Regions from separate parts of the Macaca mulatta genome. Here region 1 is linked to region 2. The links are chromatin contacts, called in public Hi-C maps. All regions are on one chromosome and are shown on one strand. The core of a region is the stretch at or near the end of the contact, and the rest is flanking DNA. Distances in the headings are between cores, read along the strand shown. Region 1 holds the start of COPS3 (COP9 signalosome subunit 3). Region 2 holds the start of FLCN (folliculin).

Region 1 (6,076 bases), core at 3,556-6,055, 48 kb after region 2:
CCCTCTCTGCCTCGCATGGGACTGCGGTGGTTAGGTAATTCAGTAAACTCAGGTGGAGGGACTGTCCCTCTCTCCAGCTCTAGAATACAACACTTGCTTAGCAGCTCATCAAGCAGCTACTTGTTGAATTAACCTCCTAATTGATCTATTTTTCCCCTATACTGCAATAGTATGTTTGTTTTGTTTTGTTTTTTGAGACAGGGTCTCGTTCTGTCGCCCAGGCTGCAGTGCAGTGGTGTGATCACAGCTCAAAGCAGCCTCCACGTCCTGAGTTCAAGCAATCCTCCCACCTTAGCCTCCTGAGTAGCTGGAACTACAGGTGTACGTCACCATGTCCATCTTATTTTTTAAGTTTTTTTGTAGAGACAGGAGTCTCGCTATGTTGCCCAGGCTGGTCTCTAACTCCTGGGCCCAAGTAATCCTCCCACCTTGGCCTCCCAAAGTGCTGGGATTAGAGGCGTGAGCTACCATGCCCAGCCTGCAATGCTATACTTTAACAACTAAGGTACAGAATCTATTAATAATTAGGCCTCAGCCGGGTGCTGTGGCTCACATCTATAATCCTAGCACTTTGGGAGGATAAGGTGGACAAATCTCGAGGTCAGGAGTTCAAGACCAGGCTGGCCAACATGGAGAAATCGTCTCTACTAAAAATACAAAAATTAGCTGGGTGTGGTGGCACACACCTGTAATCCCAGCTACTAGGGAGACTGAGGTGGGAGAATCCTTGAACCCGGGAGACGGAGGCTGAAGTAAGCTGAGATTGCACCACTGCACTCCAGCCTGGGCAACAAAGCAAGACTCTGTCTCGGGGGAAAAAAAAATTAGGCCTAAATTGGTACCTCGAAGTAGACCCATCAATTTTTTTTTTTTTTTTTTTTGAGACGGAGTCTCGCTCTGTCGCCCAGGCTGGAGTGCAGTGGCGCGATCTCGGCTCACTGCAAGCTCCGCCTCCCGGGTTCACGCCATTCTCCTGCCTCAGCCTCCCGAGTAGCTGGGACTACAGGCGCCCACAACCGCGCCCGGCTAATTTTTTGTATTTTTAGTAGAGACGGGGTTTCACCGTGGTCTCGATCTCCTGACCTTGTGATCCGCCCGCCTCGGCCTCCCAAAGTGCTGGGATTACAGGCGTGAGCCACCTCGCCCGGCAGACCCATCAATTTTGACAATTACTCTCATGAAGATAGGATGGTCACACTCTAGCTGTCTTTCTAGTAACAGCAGGGATACATTTAAGACCATGGGCATTAACCTCAAGTTTCCAACTTCTCTATTTCTGCAGAGCAACTGCATAATCTTTTCCTTACTAAAAGAATACAACATAGTATAAAGTTTAAAATACAAGTGACTATAGCTAGGTACTTTTGATAATTTAACACTTTTCAATTTGATACGTTTTACTGAAAGCAAAGGAAACATATTACACACATGCATTATAAAACAAAAATAAAACAGCTGTGATCTTATTAGGTATCACCTCTTGAGATCACACAGATTTAACTGGGAAATACCAACTCATCTTCATTGTATTACAGATCTCACTGGTAGGTATGAAGTAACTTCTTCTAATTGAATAATTTGCCTTTTAACCTATTACTCTAAATATATTAACAATAATTTGTAGCACCCAGAAATAAGCATTGCAATCCATTAGTTCTCTACTAGTTAACAATCAGTGCCAAGTTGAGACTGAAATAAAAGCTGGGTCACTATAGAATCATTAGATAATTAATTAGTGCAGGGCCAAGGGCAGAGTCAAAAAAAAGCTTAAGTGTCACAGAGTGCATCTGAAATCAGTCCAACCAGAGATGTGGGCAATAAAATTCTTTTATTTATTTATTTATTTATTTTGAGACAGAGTCTCGCTCTGTCTCCCAGGCTGGAGTGTAGTGGCACAATCTTGGCTCACTGCAAGCTCAGCCTCCCAGGTTCACACCATTCTCCTGCCTCAGACTGCCGAATAGCTGGGACTGCAGGCTCCCGCCACCACGCCCAGCTAATTTTTTGTATTTTTGGTAGAGATGGGGTTTCACCATGTTGGCCTGGCTGGTCTCCAACTCCTGACCTCAGGTGATCTGCCCGCCTTGGTCTCCCAAAGTGCTGGAAATACATGAGTGAGCTTGGTCTCCCAAAGTGCTGGAATTACATAAGTGAGCCACCACACCCGCCTGGCCTGAAACTCAAAGATTTCCTATGCAGTGAGTGTGAGGCACAGCAGCCAACAGCAATGAAAGTTACCATCTTTATCTCTGTCTAGCAAACTGTTCCTATAGCATCCTATAACCTGATGCCCACAACAGCCCTAGTTCTGTTTTATAATTAAGAAAATTGGCCCAGGGAAATTAAGTGGCTCACACAAGAAGTGACCGAGACAGGATTTCAACCTGAAGTTTCTAACTACACTACACCCCAGGAAGGAGAACACTAGGTATTTGTAGCATAAATTAAACCAGTGGTTCCTTTATTCATGGAAAAAGCAAGCCTGTGCCTTCCCTGTGAACCTAATTTCTATTAATAAAAAGGAAAAAGAGAAAGAACTCTTATTAAGTGCAGCTCCATATCAGATCATTTGTCTTACACCAGTGAGGTAAAAGCACCCCTCCATTTTTACAATGGAGATACAAAAGACTCAGAGATTAAACGTGACTTGTCCAAGGTCATGCAGCTCCTAGAACTTTACAATTAATGACGGTAACAATAATTTGCAGCTGCTTTTATTGCACCCCTTATGACAGTCACTGTTCCAAGTGCTTTTACATGGCTTCTCTCATTGAATCTTCACAACTCTATATAAACTAGGGACCTATTTTGCAGACGAAGAAACTGAAGCAGGGATAGTTAAAGGGGCCTTCACAGCCAGCATCTAATTATTCTAATTTCGGGTTCAGAATTTGGTACATTCATATGCAATGAATGAACCAAACAACGTGGAAAGTGAGAGCAAAATCATCACAATTCTACCCCTAAAAATGGAGTCCTGGCTGGGCGCAGTGGCTCACACCTGTAATCCTAGCACTTTGGGAGGCCGAAGTGGGCGAATCGCTTGAGGTAAGGAGTTTGAAACCAGTCTGGTCAACGTGGTAAAAACCCCATCTCGGCTGGGCGCGGCGGCTCAAGCCTGTAATCCCAGCACTTTGGGAGGCCGAGGCGGGCGGATCACGAGGTCAGGAGATCAAGACCATCCTGGCTAACACAGTGAAACCCCGTCTCTACTTAAAAAAAAAAAAAAAAAAAAAAATTAGCCGGGCGTGGTGTCGGGCACCTGTAGTCCCAGTTACTCGGGAGGCTGAGGCAGGAGAATGGCGTGAACCCGGGAGGCAGACCTTGCAGTGAGCCGAGATCGCGCCACTGCACTCCAGCCCGGGCTACAGAGCAAGACTCCGTCTCGGGGCGGGAGAGTTGGGGGTAACCATCTCTACAAAAAAATACCAAAAAAAAAAAAAGCCGCGTGGGCTGGCCGCGGTGGCTCACGCCTGTAATCCCAGCACTTTGGAAGGCCGAGGCCAGTGGATCACCTGAGGTCAGGAGTTGGAGACCAGCCAGGCCAACATGGTGAAACCCTGTCTCTACTAAAAATACAAAAATTAGCCGGGCGTGGTGGCAGGCGCCTGTAATCCCAGCTACTCGGGAGGCTGAGGCAGGACAATCGCTTGAACCCAGGAGGCGGAGATTGAGGTGAGCTGAGATCGCACCACTGCGCTCCAGCCTGGGAGACTGGGAGACAGTGAGACTCAGTCTTAAAAAAAAAAAAAAAAAAAGCCGTGTGAGCTGGCAGGCGCCTGTAATCTCAGCTACTCGGGAGGCTGAGACAGGAGAATCGCTCGAACTCGGGAGGCGGAGGTTGAGGTGAGCCGAGATCGTGCCACTGCACTCCAGCCTGGGAGACAGAGTGAGACTCCGTCTCAAAAAAAAAAAAAAAAAAAAAAAAAAGCTGTGTGAGCTGGTGGGCGCCTGAAATCTCAACTACTTGGGAGACTGAGACAGGAGAATCGCTTGAACCCGGGAGGCTGAGGTTGCAGTGAGCCGAGATCGCGTCACTGCACTCCAGCCTCGGCGACAGAGGGAGACTCTGTCTCAAAAAAGAAAGAAAGAAAGAAAAAGAAATGGAGAGCTACGAGCGAGAGCTTCCGCAGCATTCTGTAGGACCAAAATAGGCGCACGGGTTCCCGAGCGTGCGCCGCCTGGCAGCGGAGCTGGCCGAGGCGAGCCGCAGAGCCAAGGCACCCAGAACCGACTCGCCTCCCGCCCGCTCCCGGCGGCCTAGTCAGCAGGCGGCGGAGCGGCGGCGAAGCTGACATGGCGGTGCGCCAATCACCGAAGGCAAGAGAGACAGAAGGGACCAATAGTCGCCCGAGATGTCGCCTGGCGGAAGTCACGCCCCCAAACTGTCAAGCAAAGCACCCGGTTGAAGGGGCCCAGGCCGGGGGGAGGGGGCTCCCGGCGGCCCGAGGGAGGGGAGGCCGGCCGGCGAGGACAACGGAGCACGAGAGGGCTGCCTACACTTGGCCGCGCTCGATCCTGCCCTTATCTAAACGCCGCAACCCATACCCCGGCCCCAGAGAATAGGCTCAGGACTAAAAGGGCCGTCCCAGCCATCCGTGCTGGCGCCTGGGGATGCAGGCCCGTCGCCTGGGGATGCAGGCCCGTCCCCGGTACCCGCCCATGCCCAGCCCGGCGACCTAGGGCCTCACCTTGAGCCGAGAGCTGCCGGACACTGTTCACGAACTGCTCCAGGGCAGACGCCATGTTTTCCCCCGGGCGGCCCGAGCGCCGAAGGCACCACGCGCGGGAAAAGGCTGCCGCTCTGGGAGGAGGGGCCGCGGCAAGCCACCTGAGGGCCTCGCGAGCGGCGACGTCACTTCCGCTGGTTCAAGCACCGCGAGAATCTACCTAGCTGCCAACCCGTTACTGTTTCCATGGAAACAGCCTTACTCGCTGTAGCCGGAAGTTAGAGTTCCATAGTCTCCGGCGTCTTCTTTCAGTGCACTTGTGAAATCCCTCCGCACGTTAAATGGGGATAGTGGGCAAAGGAAGGAACGAAACTCATAATTAAGCAAGTATTTTCTGGTTCTGGATTTTGCTAGAGAGGCCCTGCGGCTTTCCACCTGGACAGATACTTCAATGAAGCACGACTTAGTTGCTACGTCTCCCATGAGATTTTCCGCGTGATATTAGACTCTGGAGCCAAGCAGCTTAGGTTTAACTGCCTTTTCTACCACTTAGTAGCTGTGTGACTTTGAGCAAGTCACTTGACCGTGGTGAGCATTGTTTTCCCCATCTGTAAAATCTCAATGTCCTTAACTACATAAAACACTCAGGACAGCGCATAGCACATAGGGAGAACTATAGTTATTCATTCAAGATGTACGTTGAAGTAAAAAAGTAACACCACACACAAAAAGAAAGTGAATTGATTTTCCCCATCTGGGATTGATGTCTCCCTCCTCCACTTGTCCCCTAAAGCACTTTGTTCTTCTCATGTTGCACTTCTACTGTGTTGTAGAAATGTGTCTCTATAGTCCATGTCATAACTGTAAACCAAAAATAAAAGTCTAAGCCCCCAACTGACTGGTGGACCCTATCCTAAGCCAAGGACATTCCAGTTTATCCTGAAAAACTAGTTCAGGCCATGATGGGAAGTGGTAGTCAGACATGCCTCACAAACATCAACACAGACACCTTAAGACTGGTAGACTCAAGACCGATAAGAAATATTTACAATCTATTCTATCTGAATCCTGCTACCTGGAAGCCTCATCTGCATGATAAAACCTTGGTCTCCACAACCCCTTATAATCGTAACCAGCTATTCCTTTCTATTTACTTCCAGGTCCTTAGATAATAACTCTTTCAACCAATTACCAATGAAAAAATCTTTAAGTCTACCTATAAGGTGGAAGCCCCCCAACTGCCCCGAGTTGGCCCGTCTTTCCGGACCTAACCAATGTACATCTTACATGTATTGATTGATGACTCATGTCTACCTAAAATGTATAAAACCAAACTGTACCTGACCACCTTGGGCACATGTCCTGAGGAGCTCCTGAGGCCGTGTCATCATCGCATCCTTCACCTT
Region 2 (6,031 bases), core at 1,834-4,333:
AATGGCGCGATCTCAGCTCACTGCAACCTCTGCCTCCTGGGTTTAAGTGATTCTCCTGTCTCAGCCTCCCGAGTAGCTGGGATTACAGGTGCCTGCCACCATGCCTAGCTAATTTTGTATTTTAGTAGAGACAGGGTTTCACCATGTTGGCCAGGCTGGTCTCAAACTCCCGACTTCAGGTGATCCACCCACCTTGGCCTTCCTAAGTGCTAGGATTATAGGCGTGAGCCATTGCACCCAGCCAAGTCCCCATCTTTCTTACTCTTGGTTATAAGGGTGTGCTCTGGCAGCATCTATATCACACCAACTTACCTTTCAGGCCATAGGCCTGGCAGTTTCCTTCTCAAGCAGGAGAGGGAAACCAGAGGCAATGTTGACAAGCCACTTCCCAGCATTCAGCACCAACATGGGCTATTCTTTTTTATTTTTTATTTTTGTGGCAGGGTCTCATTCTGTTGCCTAGGCTACAGTACAGTGCTGTAATCTCGGATCACTGCCACCTACGCCTCCCAGGTTCAAGCGATTCTCCTGCCTCAGCTTCCCGAGTAGCTGGAATTAGAGCCACGCGCCACCAGGCCCAGCCAATTTTTGTATTTTTAGTAGAGATGGGGTTTCGCCATGTTGGCCAGGCTGGTCTTGAACTCCTGACCTCAGGTAATTCTCCCGCCTCAGCCTCCCAAAGTGCTGGGATTACAGGCGTGAGCCACCATGTCAGGTCAAAACATAGGCTACTCTTATTCGTTTTTCCTTTTAATGAAAAGCACTCGCTAGGCTCGGTGGTTTAAGCCTGTAATCCAAGCACTTTGGGAGGCCAATGGGGGGATCACCTGAGGTCAGGAGTTCGTGACCAGCCAGGTCAACATGGTGAAACCCTGTATCTACTAAAAATACAAAAATTGCCGGGTGCGGCGGCTCATGCTTGTAAACCCAGCATTTTGGGAGGCCAAGGCAGGCAGACCATGAGGTCAGGAGTTCGAGACCAGCCTGGCCAACATGCTGAAACCCCATCTCTACTAGAAATACAGAAATTTGCCAGGCATGGTGGTGGGTGCCTGTAATCCCAGCTACTTGGGAGGCTGAGGTAGGAGAACTGCTTGAACCTGGGAGACGGAGGTTGTAGTGAGCCAAGATCGCACCACTGCACTCCAGCCTGGGCAACAAGAGCAAAACTCCATTTCAAAAAATACAAAATACAAAATATAAAAATTAGCCAGGCCTTGTGGCGCATGCCTATAGTGCCAGTTACTCAGGAGGCTGAGGCAGGAGAATCGCTTGAACTTGGAAGCAGAGGTGGCAGTGAGCCGAGATCGCACCACCGCACTCCAGCCTGCGTGACAGAGTGAGATTCTGTCTCAAAAAAAAAAAAAGAAAAAGAAAAAAGCACTTGTCAGACAAGAGCTCCGACTCTGACTCCATGGATCACGCACGCCAGAGACCCAGGCAGCCCCTGAAAGAGAGGGAGATGCCCTAGAGAACATTTAGCTTTGCGGTCACTGGGGCCTACCCTCACCAGCCAGGTGACACCAAATGTTACTAGACCTCTCTGAATACCACCCAAGAGCTGAGAAACAGACGCCTCTCAAGATTTGCATTACACATGGAATCAGAATTCTGGGCAGCGTGAGGTCATTCTTTACTCACTGGTCAATCCCAATCTCTAGGAGGTGTTTGCTTAAGAAAACAAACTGATTTGAATATGTCTCACGAGTCTGTTTCCAGCAAGCTTTCCAGAACCCACAGGGGAAGCCGAAATCCCCTGGGTGACAGTCTCTTCATCATCACACCCAAAGACAGTATTCAAATTCCCTGATGTGGTAGAGTGTCTGTCCATGTCCTCCTCCCACAATAGCTGAGTCCCAGACCTGGACAGTGACCTCACCACCACCCGTGGTGCGCCCTGACCCTGGCCCATTTCACCCCTACTTCCTATGCTCTTCTCATAGCACCGCGGAGAATTAGAGGCCACTAAGTAAGGGCACTGTAGATAAACAAGGCACTATAACGGATCTTAACCAGCAGTGGACACACAGCTTCTAAAACTAGTCTCCCACTGGGGAGCCTCATTAAGTCAGCAGCTGGGATCCCAACAAGCCCAGGGTGAAAAGTTCTGCAGGGGATGACTGCCAGCTCAGACCCACTCTCACTGTGGCTCTATTTCCACCGTTTCCCTGGATTTCCATTCACAGAGCTCCCTGACATAGGACACTAGAAGGGCAAACAGTGTCACCTGCCACTATTACTCAATTACTTGATGACCACGGTGATAATCTGGCACTAAACTGGTTGTGGCCAAAGCCTGGAGAGCCAGAACCTACTTCCAGCAAGTTCCTCCTTGCCCTGCGTCCCCATTTGAAGAGACTGCTGCTAACCACACCTTGGACGTCAATCCACAAGCCAATCCATTCTTTCCAGGTGACAAGGACGCATCTGACAGTACTCTCCACTGGAGAGAAGCGCGGTCTTCCACCCTCCCTGGAGGACACGGTGCTACCCTATTAGCTTATCAGAGGACCCTCCTGAACGCCAAACTGAGAGAAGAGGAAATCACACACCCTCTCCTCCAGAACGAAGACAAAACCTGGGAGAAGGAAAAGGAAACAGTCCCGTTTCATGGCAAGATCAAATGAGACTAAATCAACGACCCTAACCCGGGGTTTGAACCCAGGTCACAGTCCTCATCCCCAGAAACTTGGTTAATGGGCGTGCCCCCAACCTATCTTCAAATCTCAGGGTCTCGGCGACGCCCTGGACTCTGGCCCTAAACCCTCCCCCATTACTGGTCCACCTGGGACCAACGCAAACTCGGACATGCCCCTCCGCCAAACCCTCAGACCCCCGCCGACCTGCTCCCCGAATCGAGGCCCGCGGGACACCTGGACTCGGCAGCCGGGGTCCCGCTCCGGGTCTCAGCCCCGCCCCTGACTGCGCTGGGTAGGTGGTCGCTGCGGGTCCCAGACAGGCGGGATCACACACAGAGCCCCCGAGCCCACGGCCGGAACGTCAGCCGGGGTGGCGAGGCTCTCAAGCCCCGGTTCGGGCTCTCGGGGAGCTGGCAGAACCAAGAGTTACCACACTCACTCGCGGCCCCACATCCCCGCCGAGACCCTGGCGCGTGACTCTCTGGGCCGTAACACCACCCAGCCCTGCGGTGGGGGTGCAGGCGCCGTCCGAGCGCGTCCTCCACCGCGAGGAGAGCCGAGCCTCGCCAGCTCCCGCAAGCCCAGGAACACAGTCCGAGTACCGCAACTCCGAGGTCTGACGGGGAAGCAGGGGCCGCTGCCCGACAACTACCCTTTTCCGCCGCCCCTATTCCGGTGCCCCCCTCGGGGAAGTTCCCAATGGTTCAGACCGCACCGGCTGGGGATGCTGGGGGAAACCATTTCCTTAAGCGCGGGAGTATGCTGAAACTTAAAAAGCATTTCGAAAAGAGATTTGAGGGTAAATATAATCAACGTAAGGCTCCCTGTCCACATAAAAGAGAAAAATAAAGAAAAAACGTTATAAGGGGTTGTCAGGCCTTTTTTTTTTTTTTGCTTCACCAATGGTTTTTATTACATTGCTGATGGAACCCGGCCTCTCCCTATATTGAGAGTATGGAAGGTGCGGGCGACAGCCGTCACGTGATGCGGGGAAGGCGCGGCGCCCGGGGGAGGTTGGTTGCGGAACTCGGGATCGGTGTGCGCGCGCATGTTTGGTATTCGGTCTTCCTCCCTCAGTACGTCTTTCTTAAAAATGTGAAAATCAGTTATTGAATAATATTCTTCTTTTGAGACGGAGTTTCGCTCTTGTTGCCTAGGCTGGAGTGCAGCGGGGCGACCTCGCCTCACTGCAACCTCCGCCTCCCGGGTTCAAGCGATTCTCCTGCTTCAGCCTCCCGAGTAGCTGGCGTTACAGGCGTCCGCCACCATGCCCGGCTAATTTTTTTGTATTTTTTGCAGAGACGAGGTTTCACCCTGTTGGCCAGGCTGGTCTTGAACCCCTCACCTCAGGTGATCCACCCGCCTCGGCCTCCCAAAGTGCTGGGATTGCAGGCTTAAGCCACCACGCCCGGCCTGAATAATATTTTTTAAAACTTGAGCGCCTATTACTAAATTTATCTACTTAGAAGTTAATTGGAAAGACATTAGTTCGTGATGTAGTGTGGGTCGTTCCAGCGAAGACCGGAGGGAGATGGGAATCGGAGCCTGACCCGCCTGCGCGCGCTGTCCCCTGGGATGCGGCCGCCTGGGAGCCTTCCACCGCGGCAGAGGCTGTGGTTGCCACAAGGTCTCCAGAGTGTGCTTACCAGGAATACAGTAGAAAAATGGGTGGTTGTGTTTTTGAAATCACAGAGGTCACTTTTTTTTTCCTTTTAAATTTCCTTGTTTTGGCCGGGAGCGGTGGCTCACGCCTGTAATCCCAACACTTTGGGAGGCCGAGGTGTGCGGGTCACGAGGTCAACACGAGGTCAAGAAATCGAGACCGTCCTGGCCAACAGGTGAAACTCCGTCTCTGCTAAGAATACAAAAAAAATTACCTGGGCGTGGTGGCGCACGCTTGTAGTCACAGCTGCTCGGGTGGCTGAGTTAGGAGAATTGCTTGAACCCGGGAGGCAGAGGTTGCAGTGAGCCGAGATCGCGTCTCCGCACTCCAGCCCGGTACAGAGCGAGCCTCCGTCAAAAAAAAAAAAAAAAATTCCATGTTCTGTTGAAAAAGGGACACGAGAAAATAACGAAATTGCAGCTTGTGTTTTCTGCCGTCTTATAGTAGCCGGGTAAAGATTAAGGAATATGAGGTGGCGTTACGAGGTTAGGCATTGCCTTTATGTGTTTAATTATTCTTACCAAGTGAATTCCTCCCGCTGTTGGACAGCGCAAACTTAATTTGTGAGGAGGTAGTAAGTTACTACAGGGTGATTTTATTTTATTTTATTTTACTTTATTGTATTGTATTTTACTTTATTTTATTTTATTTTATTTTCAGTTTGTTAGTGGAGGTCACCACCTTGCTCAGATTATCCTTATTTCCATGGTGATAGGCTACTGGAGTAAGGTTATTCAACCACTGCATTTTCAGTAAAAGGCAATGTGCATTCACCACAGCTGGGCTCAATTTAGGCCATTAACATCTTTCCCAACACCACTGGCTTCAGCCACCTACCTCTTTTGGAGGTACTTTCACAAACCTATAAATCTTAAAAACAAAATTAACAACTGCCAAATCTTTGCCTCAGTGAATTGTACTAAAGGTTAGTTAAATTGGGCTCTCATGGGGTATAAACTTTCAAGGACATGCAACAAAAGGGACGTCTTAGAAGTAGGAAAATGTACCCATTCTCATGGGAAAGAATCGAAACTCAGCAGTAATGTTCAGAAAGCACAGATATCAATAATGTTCAACCATTCACAACCAAATGAAATGCAATGCTAATCTCAAAGCTTCTATCCCATAGTGGAAATTGTATGAAATGATTCCAGAAGCTCTGGATATGTTACTGCCTGGCACACATACAATCCAGAACGTGTTTTTTCCACCACTAAAGTAGGCTCAGTCGGAATTAAGATTTCTTGATGCTTTTCTGTCTTCTTACTACTGCTAAACCAAGAGGCTTCATTACAGCTAAGTATCCAAACTGATCAATCACTTGTAAGCCATCAGTTGCCAGTACCATAGAGCCAAGTGGTGGGAAAAAGTCACATCTCATTCAGAAATTTCTTTTAGAGTTTTTTATATGTACCCTTAGCCACAGGAGCTCTCATGTAGCTGTAGGATAGACCTGGGCTTTATCTTTCAGTCAAACCACATGTCAATGACTCTTAGTTTCCCGTTTCAGGAAGAAAGGGTGTATTTCATTTATAAGCATTTCAATTTAATATTTTTAATCACATCTCATCATTTTAAAGTGACTATAATAGATTCCCTGTTACAAAAATTGTGATCTAAGCTTTTGTTTCTTCCAGCGACTGAGAAAACATTCCGTTTTTAGATGTTTTGAACAGTTTAGGAGTCTGGTCAGCTGCTGAAAGGAAGCAAGCAATGAGTAACATCTCAG

Evidence for each region. Hi-C and Micro-C count contacts between places; a contact is called where the count stands out from the background.
Region 1: a Hi-C map of cortical neurons shows a contact between it and region 2, with 2.8 times the contacts expected there. The contact joins the promoter of COPS3 here to the promoter of FLCN in region 2. A contact is called at or near these places in 2 of 14 Hi-C or Micro-C datasets (CD4 T cells and cortical neurons).

The regions. Positions count from the first base shown.
Region 1 is chr16:18,833,867-18,839,942 of T2T-MMU8v2.0, forward strand. It overlaps COPS3 (COP9 signalosome subunit 3), which reads right to left and starts at 4,806. Exons shown (of 13, transcript XM_077970477.1): 1 at 4,692-4,806.
Region 2 is chr16:18,787,960-18,793,990 of T2T-MMU8v2.0, forward strand. It overlaps FLCN (folliculin), which reads right to left and starts at 3,084. Exons shown (of 14, transcript NM_001266691.1): 1 at 2,844-3,084. LOC144335355 (a long non-coding RNA gene) reads left to right here and starts at 3,612. Exons shown (of 3, transcript XR_013406155.1): 1 at 3,612-3,715; 2 at 5,940-6,031.